Regions from separate parts of the Sus scrofa genome. Here region 2 is linked to region 1. A link is a contact called in public HiChIP or PLAC-seq data. All regions are on one chromosome and are shown on one strand. Each heading gives the region's core, a stretch centred on a gene start, on an enhancer-like site or on the middle of the called end of the contact. The rest is flanking DNA. Distances are from core to core; before and after follow the strand shown.

Region 1 (3,099 bases), core at 575-3,074:
TTAAACATTGGCATGTCTAATGGGAGGCTACTTGAATAAACTTTAGGGATATTTTAAAGATAATTCATCCACTAGAAGTGGAAAGATTAACCTTGAAATAAAGAAAGCAGCACAGCACAATGAAAAGAACATAGGTTTAAACCAAAACCTAATAGCAATGTCAACTTTGTCAAATTACATACTTTTCTCCTCCAGAAATGGGAATAATAATAATACCTACCTTGCAGGGCTTTGTGAAGCTCTACTATAACAAAAAATATGTGTCTAATAGAATGTCTAGCACATAGCTGTGTTCAAGGAAATTTCTTATTATGATCTGATTTTATGTAGTTAAAAATGCCAACATTTGACCTTTTTAATCTATAAAAATGATAATTACATGTAATTTAAACTTATATTGTTAACAAAACTAGACATAATTAAACCCCAATTCCTAAAATGTCTCAATTCTAAGATTCAGATTTAGGATCTGTTATTAGCAAATTCTTAGATTTCTAAAGATTTCTTATTGCCAATTTTAAAAACAGCATAGCATGATGATTTAGAGGTGAGAAGTTTTCTTTTTGGTTCCCTGAAGTTCCAAATGATTAGGCTGACCTCTGATCTATGGTTCATACCCTGGGTGCAAAATTGCTGGATTATGTAGAATTCCAAAGTCCACATGGTCTGGAAACCTATGTCACAAATTTATGGGGGTAGGGAGAGCATACATGGATTGACAAGTCATTACAGCTTCTGTACCCTAGTCATATGCTCTGACAATTACGGCAGATTACCAAGAAGAAATTAGGCAATCATGTTAACTAATGCTGTTCTTGTCAACTTGCTCTTTGGAAGCAGCTGAAAAGGAGTAGAATTAATTGATATTTCTAAAATCCAGAGAATTTCTATAGGCCGTGGGATAGTTTTAGTAAATGTGGGAGCCATAGAGGTTGTACCTCACCAGAGTTTAGAATTGCAATTTTCTATTATAAGTACTTTCTGCTATTGAAGTCACATGAGTCCTCTTGAGGCATATTCATAGGTATACTTTAAGGCAATCTATTTCCTGACATAAGTAAATGTTTGTTACTTTAATTATAACTCATCAAGAAAGACCATTTATTTACCTGTCTGTTGATCAAAATTTCTAAATTATGGAGGGAGGAAAAATGCGAATGTAGCTTTACTTAAAAGAAATAACAATAATTTACTTATGCAAGAAAATTATAGAGTATACATAATAAGTTATGCTGGGTAATGCTGTAGTAAACCAATTGGATATATCAGTTACATGGTTATTCTAGAACCTATATTTCTAACCACCGCTCACAGTAAACCAAAAAATCCCACTACCTCAATTCTTTGAAAAAAAAAAAAGTATAAGTAGTAAAAGAAAAAAAAAAGCCCTTTACTTATAAAAGTGACTAATAGTAACTAATAGCATATGGCTTAAAGGATAATTTAAACTATTTTATGTTACTTCCACAAAGATATTATTGTTATCATAATGATTCCTTTACACTTAGAATGAAGAAATAAATATGGGGTTTTCACATGATAAATACTGAGGTACAGGTCTGAAAACCAGAAAGAGATGTTTTTCCAGCAGAGCTGATCAGATTAAGCATGAAACGATTTTTTTTTTAATTACCCCACAAATCAAAACAAAGATGAGGGAAAAGTTCCATGAATAAACATCAGGGTCATAGTCTAGGAGAGGGGAAAACATATCAGGAAACCAAAAACAAGTGGAGCCAGTTGTCAATCTAGGAACAAGGCAGATGGTTAAAGTCGGAAGTCACATAAGCAACAAAAAGAGCCAAGGTCCAAACCACAAAGCAGAAGTTATGAGAATAACACAACTGGGCTCTAATCCCAAGGCTGAGAATGGAAGCCAAGCAAAGGTGCCTAGTCATAGAACCAAAGGGCAGTTGTTGAAGCAACAGAGCTTTTTTTGTTTCCTGCCCTTTAAAAAATGCAACAGAAGATAATTAATGTCTATGCCTCTCTGCCATGGTTAGATTAGAGGCAAGTATGGGCTGATTGAGAGTTTTTACCTATCCGACAAGATCAGGAGACATTTTGATTCTGTGGAAGTCACTGTCACAGAACTTGAGGCTGAGGACAAGTCTGAGAAAATCCGACAGACGGAGTGCTCTTGAACTAACTCACTTAGGCCAGGTGACTTTTTCTGCATTATTTCCTTATTTCAGGACAGGAGAAAGAGAACCAGGAATTTGAATTGTTTTACATGGCAAGTGTGACTTCTTTTTCTTCTTGTTTTAAACAACATGTCTGTATTATGTCTAGTTAATGGCATTAAGGGCTAGAATTCAGTTGTCTCCCAAATGGGAGAGAAAGAACATGTGAATGGGGGGGGGCAGTTAATTGGGTAGTATGTTATTTTAAAAAATTCCATCATCTGTGTCCACATTACAGTAAGAACATGCTTGATTTCCCTTGACCCCTTCTCTGTGTGATTTTTCACTCCTCTCCTTAGCATTGGCACAGTGTAGATCAGAGGCCAAGAGGTGTCACCAGTCCATTGTCCTAGGTAACTAACAATACAAAATATACACCCCAGAGTTTCAGTCAGTGGGTTCCCAACAGATCAACAAGTGGAAAGTCTGACATCTTCCCCGGAGTGATGGTATTAAGCTAATGGTGTTCTCTGACAGGAAGTTTTTTTCTGATACTGTGTATGTTTTCCTAACTCCTCTTACTGCTCACTCCCATGGTTATCTCTATGGCTCTGGAAAACAATGCCAACCCCCTCATCAGTGTTCTATTTTTAGACCTCATTTAGTCTATAGAGTCAGATGGCTCATATTTAGCTTCCCTTAAATTTCTCCCATTAGTCATTCAAACTCATCATCGCCTTAGTCATTTTTGTTTGGTTGGTTTTCAGTTTATGATGCTTAGCCTAAGAATGAAAACAGCATTTCCAGGAATAGCTCATAAGGGTGCAGTCAGATACTTTAGTCTATATACTGAAATGACTTTACATTATTTCTTAGAAAGGAATCTAATTTTTCATTCTTCTTCAATTCATACCTCCTTCAGCCTCGCAGTTTTGAGTTCCTTCTATCAATGATACTCTCCCTTCTGGGAGAACAA
Region 2 (3,324 bases), core at 485-2,984, 310 kb after region 1:
TATTCTGCTGTTGAGAACAAAATTTTTGCATAATCCTTGACTGTTTCCCCTTACACAATCCATCATACACTCTTGTAGTTCTAATTTCAAGATGCGCCCTAGTTATTTTCCATATCTTCCACTGCTACTACCTTGTGTGAGCCACCATTCTTTCTTGCCCAGGCTGCTTCTATCCCTAACCCTCTACAATCTAGTCGCCAGACACAAGCCCGGGTAATTCCTCTAACTTGCAAATGTGATCATGCCAGCCCCTTGGTCAAAATCCTCAAAAACTTCCTGTCACATTAAGAATAAAGTGAAAAACCCAATTATGGCTTATGAATCCTTGAATGAACTGTTCTGGTGCCCCTCTCTGATCTCATTTCCTTTCACTCTGCCCCTTCTTCACTTAGGTTCAATGTCATGGACTTTTTCACTATTTATAAACATCTCAAACACACGTCTGTATCAGAGAATTTGTACTTCCATTTTCTCTCCTTGAAAAGCTCTTTATCAACTGGCCTCTCAAATGGCTCAGCTAATATTACCTCCTCACAACACTGCCTTAATTTTTTCCACAGCACTCATCATGTACCTAGAATGAGGTATCCATGACAACCCCCTAGTACAGTTCCTGGTACATAATAGACGCTCAGTAAAAACTTGTTGAATAAATGAACTGTAATAAACTGGGGAATCTAGCCACATTGTCAATCTGCTCAGAAGAGGATATCTCTTAAACCCTGTTCTACTAATTGTCATACTTGTGACTCTGCTTCTGTTTCCTTTGCTTCTCTCTCTACTTGATCCTCCCTTAATTCTTATGTTCCTAATTATCAGTATTCTTTTGTTTTCCTTGTTTTACTTTTCTCCACTCTCTTCCCCCTATGGTCAAAGGGAAAACCTGATTTGGAAAATTAATTGCTATCCAGAATGATTCATCAGTTTGGCTGGATTTTTAAGAAAGGTTATCTCATGGACTGCTAGAACAATTAGGTGATTGCTTCTGACTAGGGCCTGGTTCCTCTAACAATTAGTTTGTGGCCAAGGTGGTAGCATCATATGACAAACTTGGCAATGTAAATAGAAGAATCTGGATAGGGCTCTTGTCCATTAGAGATGTTTCATGGCTTGTCCAGTACATTTACTCTTAGAAAGTAATAATAAATTTAGTACTTGGTCTCACCACCTTTCTAGTCATACCATTATAGTTACTCAAAGTTGTCAAGGAGCTTAAAGGTTAACTAGTACAACTATCTAGTAATGCATTGAACATTGCTTCCATTTTTTGCCACTGCATCTAATCTCAGGGTATCAGATTGTCTATGTTCTCTTGAAGATTTTAAATACTAGGCCTGGAGTAGAGCCAGATAATCAAAAGTTCCAGGTGATTCTGTTGTAGCAGGTCTACAGATTGACCAGATTCAGATATCCAGTCACCTCCCTAACATGTCTTTCTTATGTCATAGGACAGTAGCTCATAGAGATCAAAGATCATGAGATCAAAGTTAGCATATTTGAAACAGACCTTTTGACAGCAATTTGTCTTTCACTGCTCCCCTTCTCAGGAAGTAATCTTCATCTACTTAAGTGCTTACTCCTGAGTTCTAGGAGCCTCTAGTGACACTCTCCCTCTCCGTGGCTCTCTTGGTTAGCAGAGAACCAGGTCCTATGGATTGTATCCCATTAGTACCTCGCCCACCTTCCCTTCTTCTGTCTCCAATACTGCCACCATAATTCAAGTCACAGTCATCTCTTTGCCAGGACGTAATTGTTTACTCTCCATTCAGCCTCTCGCTTCTTACTTCCTGTTTGTTTTCTATACTGTAGCCAAAGTGAAATTTCTAAAACACAGAAGTGATTATGCCACTTCCTTTGTTAAAACTCTTCAATAGCTCCTCTTTGCCCTTAGATAAAATTCCTATTCCAGAGCAAAATTTAGAAAGCTTACTGCTCTATGACTGCAGTCTGCCTTCTCTTTCCCTCACCCACCAGGTCCCAGGCACACTGGCATTCTGTCATCTTCCAAATGCACCAAGTTCTTTCCTGAAAGAGATTGTATACATTCTCATCTAGAATATTTGCCCTTGCCTTCTTCTTTTTTTTCTTTTAGGGCTGCACCTGCTGCATAGGAAATTTCCCAGGCTAAGGGTCTAATCTGAGCTACACAGCCAGTGGCTGATACTACAGTCACAGCAAAACTATATCTGAGCCACGTCTGCAGCCAACACCACAGCTCACAGCAACACCGGATCCTTAACCCACTGAGAGAGGCCAGGGATTGAACCTACACCCTCATGGATCCTAGTATGGTTCATTAACCACTGAGCCATGAAGGCAACTCCCTTGTCTTCATTCTTTATTTGGCTAGCTCCTACTTATCATCAAAGCTCTGTCCTTAAAGGTCAGATCCTTGAAAGGCGCTTTCCCTAACCCTCCATTCTGCCAAGACCAGCTCAGCAGGATGGGGCTGAAGAACGGGTGCTATGGAACTTAAGGAAAAAAAGTTAACATAAAACAAGACACAGAGACATTTATCTTAAGTAAAGGTGGGAACCAGGGGACTCAAGGTCTCAGGGATCAAGAGCCCTGCCTCAAGAAACCACACTGCTTTTATTGTGCTCTTGAGGATTATGTCAAGTGAAAAGGGGGTTGTGGGTGCAGGATATAATTTTTTTTATTATTTTATAAATTCTTTTATTATTTTAAAAGTCACTTAGCTGGTAGATGGTTAAACTTTTACTCTAAACTTTAGGCATTTAAGAATCATTAGCATTTGAGTTAGCTATCTATGCATAGCATTTCAGAGAATCCTCACTATGCTTCAGCAAACCGGCATGCCTATTTGCGGCATGCCTATTTGCGGCAACCTTGTGTGCCTAGGTTTGCACCTTGGTTCTTTTTGCTAATGCATATTCTGCTAACGACCACTCATAAACCACTTGGCCATGAGGTTCCTCTTTCTCTTTTTCTTTAGAGGACATACCATGCTTGTGCAAATGGCGTGCCAATCTGCACAGGTCCAGCGTGCCTAGACCAACGTATTATGTTCTCATTCAGCTGACCCTGCGAATAACCCATGCTTTAGGTCTTTGTTCTTAAGTCATTTACCATCACCGTGACTGTTTCTCAAGCAGGAAGACGGGACAAAGTAAGGAAGGACAAGATGGAGTTTTTAGCAAAGGAGGCTAAGAAAATATTATAAAAACATGTCTCGCAACACATTCTAAATTATCTATAGCTATAAACTCTATTGGTAGTTATTCATTCTCTATAGTTCTTTCATTGCAAGTAATCATAATGTTCAACTTTTTATTTAGTGTCTCTCTCTCCAACCAGACCAGA

The links. HiChIP or PLAC-seq counts read pairs in DNA pulled down with a chosen protein or histone mark.
Region 2: a contact with region 1 is called in an H3K27ac HiChIP or PLAC-seq map of alveolar macrophages. The contact joins two enhancer-like sites. A contact is called at or near these places in 1 of 5 promoter capture datasets (liver), 22 of 47 Hi-C or Micro-C datasets (adipose tissue, alveolar macrophages, blood and 13 more) and 2 of 2 datasets of contacts at active chromatin or transcription factors (alveolar macrophages and skeletal muscle).

Annotation. Positions count from the first base shown.
Region 1 is chr15:87,227,492-87,230,590 of Sscrofa11.1, forward strand. No RefSeq gene overlaps it. Among named protein-coding and RNA genes, the nearest start is that of NEUROD1, 49 kb to the left of the region's middle. Within about 2 kb of position 1,825, at least 10 of the 83 cell types and tissues checked have an H3K27ac peak or open chromatin away from gene starts, as enhancers often do. A contact at or near this core is called in alveolar macrophages, where this site is marked.
Region 2 is chr15:87,539,822-87,543,145 of Sscrofa11.1, forward strand. All of the region lies in intron 4 of PPP1R1C (protein phosphatase 1 regulatory subunit 1C), which reads left to right. Among named protein-coding and RNA genes, the nearest start is that of PPP1R1C, 76 kb to the left of the region's middle. Within about 2 kb of position 1,735, at least 2 of the 83 cell types and tissues checked have an H3K27ac peak or open chromatin away from gene starts, as enhancers often do. A contact at or near this core is called in alveolar macrophages, where this site is marked.